Regions from separate parts of the Ovis aries genome. Here region 1 is linked to region 2. The links are chromatin contacts, called in public Hi-C maps. All regions are on one chromosome and are shown on one strand. Each heading gives the region's core, a stretch centred on a gene start, on an enhancer-like site or on the middle of the called end of the contact. The rest is flanking DNA. Distances are from core to core; before and after follow the strand shown. Region 1 overlaps RGS12 (regulator of G protein signaling 12). Region 2 holds the start of HGFAC (HGF activator).

Region 1 (4,216 bases), core at 258-2,757, 70 kb before region 2:
GTCGGAAATCTTCCTGGGAAGGGCAAAGCGAGAGTCAGTGGAGGATAAAGTAGACGCTCATCTTCGTGGTGCTGGGGAGGGAAAGACTTTCTAAGCTGGACACAAACTCTAAACGCCGAGATGGACTCTGACCCAGGAATGCTCAGAACCTACCTTCGTCCCAGCACCCCATCTCTAGGGTGGACGGGGGCACGAGTGCGGCAACCCTCAGAGGCCCTGTGTCCCCATGGCGCCCAGCAAGCAGAGCAAAGCCGGCAAGAGATGCAAACCGGCCTTTGATGAGAGATGACACCCAGTGGCAAGCCCAGCTCTGGTGGATCCAACCACAGAAGTTGTCAGGGAAGCAAACAGCAGTCCGTGAGGTCCACACTGCAGAGTGTCCGACATGGAAAGACCAGTGGACCGTGTACATGTTGGTGTGGATGTGAAGCAGCCGGACTCTTGCCTAGTGGGCGTGAGTGTCCGCTGTTCGCAGCGACATTGAAGGCACAAGAGTCCCTCCCTTCTGAGACGACAGCCTGTGGATCAAGGGACAGGCAGCAGCTCAAGGCAGCATCGCCACAGGCCGCCTTTCCACTGCAGCGCGACTGGGCTGATGCCCCAGCCACCTCGGGATGGACAGGCAGGTGCCGCGGGGCGGGCAGGCACTGCAGAACTCTCTGCACGCCCCGTCCGTGTAGCTGTGGCCCGGGGTGGCATGTCCAGTGCAGAACCGTAGAGAGAAGTGGGCACCGATGACACTTTTCCCTGTGACCTGTGGGGCCGCGTGGGCTTCACGCTGGCTCTGCTTGTTCTCTGTTCTGAACGGGTAGCTTCCTGGGAGTGCCACATGCATGATCGTGTGTCCTCCGGGCCTGTGAGTGCTGAGTGGGCAGTGCAGCCCGTGAGCCTCAGAGGGGTGTGCAGGAGGGGACAGGGAGGGGGCTCAGGAGGGTTTGCAGGAGGGTGGGGCCAGGAGGGAGCCTCAGGTGGGTGTGCAGGAGGGGCCGGGAGCCTCAGAGGGGTGTGCAGGAGGGTGGGGGCCAGGGAGAGGAGAGGTGCTGCTGGCAGTTGGGGGTGTATGGGGTCCCCCCTGGGGGGATCCTGAGATAGGAGGTGTGGAAGCGACAGGTGAGTTTCTGTATGTTGTGGTCCTGACCACAGCAGACGGTCACCGAGAGGCGGGGTCCTGAGAGGTGGGGCAGGGGACTGGGTCAGCAGAGGCCCGCCCCTGCCCGCAGGTGTACAGCCGGCCTCGGAAGGAGGTCCTCGCCTCTGTGTGACATCTTCAAGGTGCCCAGGGCCTTGAAGGGGGCGCCAGGTGTGGGGATCAGAGCTGAGCAGTGCAGGCCTGGGGGAGCGGCTCTGGAGCCCAGCCCCCAGGAGCCGGCCCTCCCGTCCCCACTGAGAGCCGTGCTGTGTGTGGATCCGGGTGGGCCTCTGCTGACCGCGGGCAGGAGTCTCTGCGCCTGCTCCCTCCGCCAAGGGCCGCCTGTGAGTGGATCCAGGAGCTGTGACAGGACTGGCAGTGCCCAGTCTGGACAGCAGGGGGCGCTGAGGCCATGCGTTTCCCCCCCGGGGGAGCGAGTCCAGACTCCCTGCGGGGGAGCCGGGTAGGGGCACTTTGGGAGGAGGGTGGCTCTCCGTGGTCCCTCCGATGCCGGTGTTGAGGTCGAGTGAGTTGCTTCACGTGAGCTCTGTGGGGATGACCCCCAAAACAAAGGCAGGGGACCCCGAGCTGGACCTCAGATCTGAGGCTGACGGAGAGGTTCAACCTTCCAGCCCCTGGCTCACCTCTGGGGCGCTCTGGGCAATTTACAGAGTTCACATGGTCTGGGGTGAAATCTCCCCAGACATTTTGAAACGAGCTCTTTTTACCTATTTCTTACTTTTGCTGCTTTGCTCTTTCCAGGAAAATTCAACTTGGGATTTTGCTTATTTTCGTCTGTCCGTGCTAGCGTACTCTTTAAATTCTTTACGTAGGAAGCCATCTTTCCTCTCGCTGAGATCCTCTTGACTTAGGGGCACACGCTAGGGCCTCCCAGGGCCTTGTCTCCTCCTTTAGGGACTGTTTATGGAATGTCGACTGGGTGTGGACAGCCCTGCGCGAAACTGCTGCCAACCCTGCCGCGGAGGACTGGCTTCCCGGCCGGATGGGTGGACGCGAGGGGTGGCAGTCGGCTTTAGAAAGGATCCCTCGGCTGCTTTGCCAAGAGTAAACAGGAGGGACGTTGGGGCAGGAAGGGGCCCTTAGGATTACGTTTGGGGCCACACGGTGGTCTGGGTGAGGGGAGGGCTTGGGGAGCGGGGGGCTTGGACCAGTAGACGGCGAATGGTCAGGTGTCTCAACTCAGACTGGAGAATCTCGCCCGGGGCTCACAGCTGAGCCCAGGCGGCTGCAGGAGGCCTGCGGGGAGGAGCTGGGGGCGGGCGAGGCTGGTTTCCCGGGCACCTCCCCGATGGTCCCCATCGTCACTGCGGACGGCCCTCCTCTTCCTTGGGAAGTTTTGGGCATCCCCCAGAGTGGCTGGTCTGACCTTCGCTGGCCTCCTTCTCCTGGTTCAGGTTAGGGGCCCGCCTCCTCTGGGAGGGGTGGGAGCCAGGGGCCTCTCTGAGGTTGTCCACCCTTGTCCTCTTGACCAAGCTGGACAGCTCCATGCCACTGGCACTTGCCAGGCTTCTTAGGGGCTGTGCTGGACTTCTCACCCTGTCTCTGAGCCCACCCCCATCTGGCGATAGGTCTACACCACCAGGACGCGGTGGTGAGTGTGGTGGGTGCCCAGAATGTCTGGTCCCTTGCTCCAGGAGCTCCAGGAGGCCCTCCAGGCTCTGCCACCCAGGGTGCTGCCTGGCAGAGGGGCATTGTGGCCCGATTCTCACCTCTTCTCTTCCTCTCTTTGCCCTGTGGACAGCAGAGGAGGGGCGGACTGATAGCCAAAGGGGAGACGGAAAGAGCCCCAGAGACACAGAGGAGCCCAGAGCGCACAGCTCCACGTGGACCCGGCAGGGCTGGGCCACCTTTCGGGCTGAGTGTGATAAAAAGACCTGTGAAGTGACACCTTGCTGCTTGTGCAGGCTCACAGGGACGTCTGTGCAAGACGGTGGAAATACAGACCAAGTGGGGACCTGAGGGCTGAGCTCCGGACGCTGTACCAGGAGGTTGTGCCTGTGGGCGGGGCCTGTCCCATAGTTTCTTTTCCTTCTTGGTCCCTGTTAGTCTGGCTAGGCTCTGCCTGGGGGCCTTTGCAGACTGCTGTCCTCTGCTCTGGCGAGGGGTCACTGCCTCCCCCCAAACCCTGTGAATTAGTGCATGGCCCTCGGAAGTCAGCGAGGAGGACAGTTAGGGTCACCAAGTCAGGGGCTCGGCTGATCCCCATGAAAACCGCAGGGTCACCCCCCAGAACCCTCCCGTGGGTTTCCTCTGCGCATGTGCCTGTGGACGTGTGTGGTGTGTGTGTGCGTGCTGGAAGGGGAGGCCAGGGAGTGCAAAGGAGATCACCGTGTCCCACTCTGTGTCTCAGCCCTGCCACCACGGGCGTGAAGGGGACCTCCGCGGGCTGGAGGGCACCCCCTTTCCTTAGAGATGGGGCCCTGCCCAGGAAAGGCTCTGAGGCCCCTCCAGGCCGGCAGGCACGTGGGGCCCCCTTCCTGGGCGGGGCAGCCGTGCCCTCCCTGCCCCCCAGCTCCCTGCTCCCTCCGCCTCCTCGCTGGCCCTCATGGCCCCTAGTGTCCTCCCTGCTACGGGCCGCCCTCCCGTGCTCCCTGAGGCGGAGCGGGTGGCGGTGGCGGCCTCAGCTCACTCCCCACTCCCGCTTCCATGTGTTTATCGTGTGAGAACGGTCCGAGGAGGCCAGGCCGGAGCTGCCTGTTGTCTGCGAGCCGTCTGGGCCGCGCCCTGCGCTTCTGCAGTAAACACGGCGGGCGTCGTGGAGTCTGTGCACCGGACACTCCCGCTCTCCCCCCAAGGCCGAGCACGGTGGAGCCCCAGGCCGCTCCCCCACCGCCCGCCCGCAGCTCTGGGCAGGGTGCCCCCAGAGCCCCTTGGATGAGGCCCCTGGCGCCCGCACGTCCAGAGACGAGCAGGTGCTCTGCAGGGCTCCCTCACTTCTGGACACAGGGCTCTTTCTCTTCCTGCTTCCCTTTTAAGTTAAAACAGGACCTGCCGTGGCTCCCACACTTTGAGGCCGTGTGGGGTGGTGGGAGCAGACCAAGCCGAAGATGGAGCCGGGGCCTGCCT
Region 2 (4,424 bases), core at 439-2,938:
CTGCCGGCCGGGACACACACGCGTGGAGAGCAGTGGTCTTGAGGGAGGGCAGCTGAGCCCCTCGGGGGCCTCGGACAGGCCAGGTCAGCCACCCCCCGGCGGCCTGGCCTCAGATGCCCACCAGGGCCGGCTCAGAGGGCTGGTGGCCCTGCCCCTGCTGCTTGGCGCCCAGCCTTCCCACAATAAAGTGTCAGAGCGGACCCGACTGTCGGCCTCGTGCTGGGTCCTGGGGCACAGGCCCTCCCCCAGGGAGCTGTGGCCCCGGCATGTCACGGGGGGCCAGCTCAAGGGGGTGAGGTCAGAGGCGGGCAGGGAGACAAGGCTGATCAGAAGGGGGCGCGGGCCCAGCGTGTGGGCGGCTGGCTGAGGTCCTGCCCCGTCCAGGCCATGTCTTGTCTGCTTCACACCACCTGCCAGGGGCCCCGCAGGGTCGTCCTCTCAGGGCGGCCACCAATGGGGGTGGCGCTCTGCCTGGGGACCCCTCAGGCCACCCTGACCCTGGCCTCATTCAGACAAGTGGTCTGGCAAGGCCAGTCTGTGCAGTGACTGTGTCGGGGGAGCCCTGCCTGCCCAAGAAAGCCTGGGAAAAGGTGGCAGCCTGTGCCAAGGCCCTGAGGCAGGGGTCCGGAGGGGTGGGAGTGGCAGCCAGGCCCGGAGGCAGGGCACGGGGTGGAGGGAGGCAGAGATGGTGACACGGGCCCAGGTCCTAGGTGGACGGAGCCCGTGTGGGAAGCCCTGCCCACAGAGACGCCCTCCAGGCTTGCAGAAGGGCCCTAAGCCTCAGTGCCCCCGGGGCCACGGGGCTGTGCCCTGAGCTGAGCCCAAGGGCACCCACATGGAAGAGGGCCCAGCACCTACCACATCCAAGCTGGGTGCCCCCCGTTTCTGCGCTTCCTGTCTGCACAGAGGGCAAATGAGGGCCCAGAGAGGGCGATCTGGGGTGCCCACCAAGGCGGCTGCAGCGCCAGGCCAACCCCACCCTGGGCCAGCCCTTCCCTCCACCCCGTGTTGGCAGCTGAGCCGGCTCACAGGGATCGGGGCCCCCTGGCCTCCGTGACCCTCTCAAACTGACGAAGAGGGTCCCCGAGCAGCTCTGCTCACGGCTGCAGTCACAAGCCACAGGCCGCCTGGCGCAACGACTCCATGTCTGGGGGGCAACACCCCATCCCCGTTCATGGGTCAGGGAGCAAAGTGCCCCCAGACCAGGGCAGGGCCCCAAGCTGGGTCTCAGTGGGCCCAGATGCCTGGCCAGGGGCTCGGGATGGGGGAGGCAGGACGGCGCGGGTGGTCCTGGTCCTGGGCTTCCTGAGGCGGCGTCCCTGTGGGTCCAGGAGCTGTGGGGGGCAGGGGGCTGGGGGGAGGCCTCCTCCCTGCTCCCCTTGCACGGGGGCCCCATCCCAGGCTCACCTTGGGAGGGGACAGATGGAAACACTGTGGAGGGCGGCGGAGGTCCCTGTCCGGGGCCTTGTCCTTAACTCCCACCCCAGTGCGCATACGCTCCCCTGCGCCTGGCCTCCTGCCTGCCATGGGGCCGTGCCAAAGGGCCCAGCACATACAGCTGCTCTGGCTGGTACAGCTCATAAGCACACAGTGGCCAGCCCTCTGGCTGGGTGGGGACCGGAAGCTGGGGTTGGGGGGTCCAGGCCTCTTCCTTCCACGTCATCCTGGAAGACTTCCTGGAGGAGGCGTCTATGCTGAGCCTGGAGGACGCGGTCAGGTCCAGGAAGAGCATGGCGGAGGCAAGAGGGGACTGCTGGCCCAGGCAGGGTGAGCCGGGCGGCAGATACGGCAGACGTGCGGGCCTCCTGGCACGGGAGGCAGCCAGGGTTAATCATTTGCCGGCGGCCTTGACCCTCACCCTGCTCCCGCGTCCCGCTGCTCCTCACGCCAGCCCAGGAGGAGCCATGGGGTGCTGGGCCTGGGTCGCCAGCCCCTGCCCCCCGCCCAGGCCAGCCCTGCTGTTGCTGCTGCTGCTGCTGCTGCCTCACGGGGCACAGCCCCAGGCTGCCAGGGTGAGCGCTGACCCCAAAGCTCTGTGACCACAGGCTCCCCCGGGCCCACTCTGGGTCCTAGGGTGAGGTCAAGGCTGGGTGTGGACGGGGTGAGGGGCCCACCATGGGGAAAGTGGACCTTCGGTGCCGAGGTGGGCGTGTTGGGTGGGCCTGGGGGACAGGAGGCCGGGGGCTCCAACTTGCTGGTCCCCCGCCTGGGGGCTCAGGGGCTGGTCCCTGCCCTCTGGGCCTGTTGGGTCCACGTGTCTGAGGTTATGGGGGGCTCTGAAAGCCACACAGCTGCTCTCGTCTGACCCCAACCCCAGGATTCAAGCCTGGGTGGCAGTGATGCTGGTGTCCTGGCTCCTTGGACTGGGCGGATGGGGAGGGGACAGTATTCAGCTGAGGCCGGTGTCCCCTGGTCCCCACTCCAAGGCCTGAGGACGCTGACATGCAAATTGAGGCAGGTCCTCATGTGAGGGGCCCGCCCCACACCCCCCATCACAGCCCTCTCGGCCCTTCCCAGAGCCAAGGGGAGCCCCCAGGACACAACGCCACAGTGACTCCTGTGACCCCTGTAACCTCAGTGACCCCCAGCACTGCAGCCGTGGGAGCATCCCAGACAGAGGGGCCCCCTGGTGGAGGGCTCACCCCCCTGCCCTGGGGAGCCCCCTCCAACGGCCCTGGGGGCACAGGTGCGTTAGGAGGGCTTCTTGGAGGAGGCGGCAGGTGACCCCCAGACGGGGGTCTGGGGGGACCACCACAGCCCCGGGGGGTGGAGTGGGGTGGGTGATGGGGGTAGGGAGGTGTCCGGCGCAGGAGCTGTTGACCCCCATGTCCCCCCCCCAGCAGTGCTCACCGAGGCCGGGCAGCCCTGCAGGTTCCCATTCCGCTACGGCGGCCGCATGCTGCACTCTTGCACTGCAGAGGGAAGCGCCCACAGGAAGTGGTGGGTCCCGGTCCCCGCGCCCCCGAGTCCACCCTGGAGGCCCTCCCGCCCTCTGCCCTCCCGACTCCGGCCTGAGCCCAGCACGCAGCAGGTGGAGTGAACGAATGAGGGCCTGAGCGGGAGAGCGCTCCAGAGCGGCCAGCCAGCCAGCCTGAGTTGGGGTCGGGACGAGCTGGTCTCTGGGTGCCCTCCCCCATCAGCACCCGCCTCACCCCCAGGTGTGCCACGACTCACAACTACGACCGGGACAGGGCCTGGGGCTACTGTGTGCAGGACCCCGCTCCCCAGGGGGGCCCAGGTGGGTGCCTGGGGTCTGAAGCCGGGGGTGGGCGTGATCTCCTGTGGGGAGTCGGAGCTGAGCTGGGGTAGGGGCTCCTGTCCTGTCTGCGGCTCATTCTACTGCAGGCCTGGGGCCTGCAGGAGTGGGGAACACCCGCCCACCCACAAGGCAGGGTCCCGCCCTCTCTGGGGCCACAGAGCTGCTCTGGCTATTGCTGGGGCCTCGCCGCCCCCTGCTGGTCAGGCTGGGCCCTGCAGGTCCCCGTGCAGGGCGCTCCAGGGCCAGCGTGCTGCTTGTTGGGGTCCGGCTCTTGGGGTGTTGGATGCGGAGCCAGAGGCCTGCCTGCCCAGGCTTTGAGAGCTGGGCAGGGGTGGAGTGGGGAGGGCAGAGGCCTGCAGGGCACACATGCCCCGAGGAGCCTTAGAAGGGGCATCTTGAAGGCGGCAGGCCCTTGGCAAGCAGGGAGTATCACGGTGCGGGTGGGGGCCCAAAGCCTGCGGGACTCTGAGACAGCCCCCTCCCTTGCGTGTGTGCCCAGCCCCCCGGGACCCCTGTGCCTCTGGCCCCTGCCTCCACGGAGGCTCATGCTCCAGCACACAGGACCCCGAGTCACACCACTGCACCTGCCCTGAGGCCTTCACCGGCCAGGACTGCGGCACAGGTGAGTGGGGTGGCGGGGCGGCAGGGCGCTGGCCACAGGCGGGAGCAGCGGCTCACTGTGCCCCCTCCCGGCCCCCCCGCCCCTCCCACCCCCCGCCCCAGCAAAGTGCTTTGATGAGAGCCGCTACGAGTACCTGGAGCCGGGCGATCGTTGGGCCCACGTGCACCAGGGCCGCGTGGAACAGTGCGAGTGCTCGGGGGGCCAGGTCCACTGTGAGGGGACCCGCCACACAGGTACTCAAGGGTGCGGTCCGGCGGGGCGGGCCACGTCACTGAGCCTGCGCTCTGGGAAGGGCCACCAGAGAGGGGCACTGGGGCGGGAACCAGGCCTAGACACCCCACCCCCGCCCCTGGCTCGGGGCCGAGGCCTAGCTCCCAAGTGCTCCCCCCAGCTTGTCTGAGCAGCCCCTGCCTGAACGGCGGTTCCTGCCACCTGATCGTGGCCACCGGGACCACCGTCTGCGCCTGCCCCCCAGGCTACGCCGGGCGGCTCTGCAACATTGGTGAGTCACCCAGCCTGGAGCGGTGTGGGCCCCACGGCCAC

What was found. A called contact is a pair of places that touch in the nucleus more often than the background predicts.
Region 1: a Hi-C map of liver shows a contact between it and region 2, with 4 times the contacts expected there. The contact joins the enhancer-like site here to the promoter of HGFAC in region 2. A contact is called at or near these places in 5 of 16 Hi-C or Micro-C datasets (blood, hypothalamus, liver and 2 more).

The regions. Positions count from the first base shown.
Region 1 is chr6:116,219,807-116,224,022 of ARS-UI_Ramb_v3.0, reverse strand. The region is part of intron 3 of RGS12 (regulator of G protein signaling 12); the gene reads left to right. Among named protein-coding and RNA genes, the nearest start is that of RGS12, 55 kb to the left of the region's middle. Within about 2 kb of position 1,507, at least 3 of the 54 cell types and tissues checked have an H3K27ac peak or open chromatin away from gene starts, as enhancers often do. A contact at or near this core is called in liver, where this site is marked.
Region 2 is chr6:116,149,654-116,154,077 of ARS-UI_Ramb_v3.0, reverse strand. It overlaps HGFAC (HGF activator), which reads left to right and starts at 1,688. Exons shown (of 13, transcript XM_060417699.1): 1 at 1,688-2,012; 2 at 2,518-2,686; 3 at 2,841-2,940; 4 at 3,159-3,238; 5 at 3,759-3,881; 6 at 3,983-4,114; 7 at 4,273-4,383. The coding sequence starts at 1,692. It overlaps RGS12 (regulator of G protein signaling 12), which reads left to right. Exons shown (of 18, transcript XM_042251687.2): 18 at 1-205.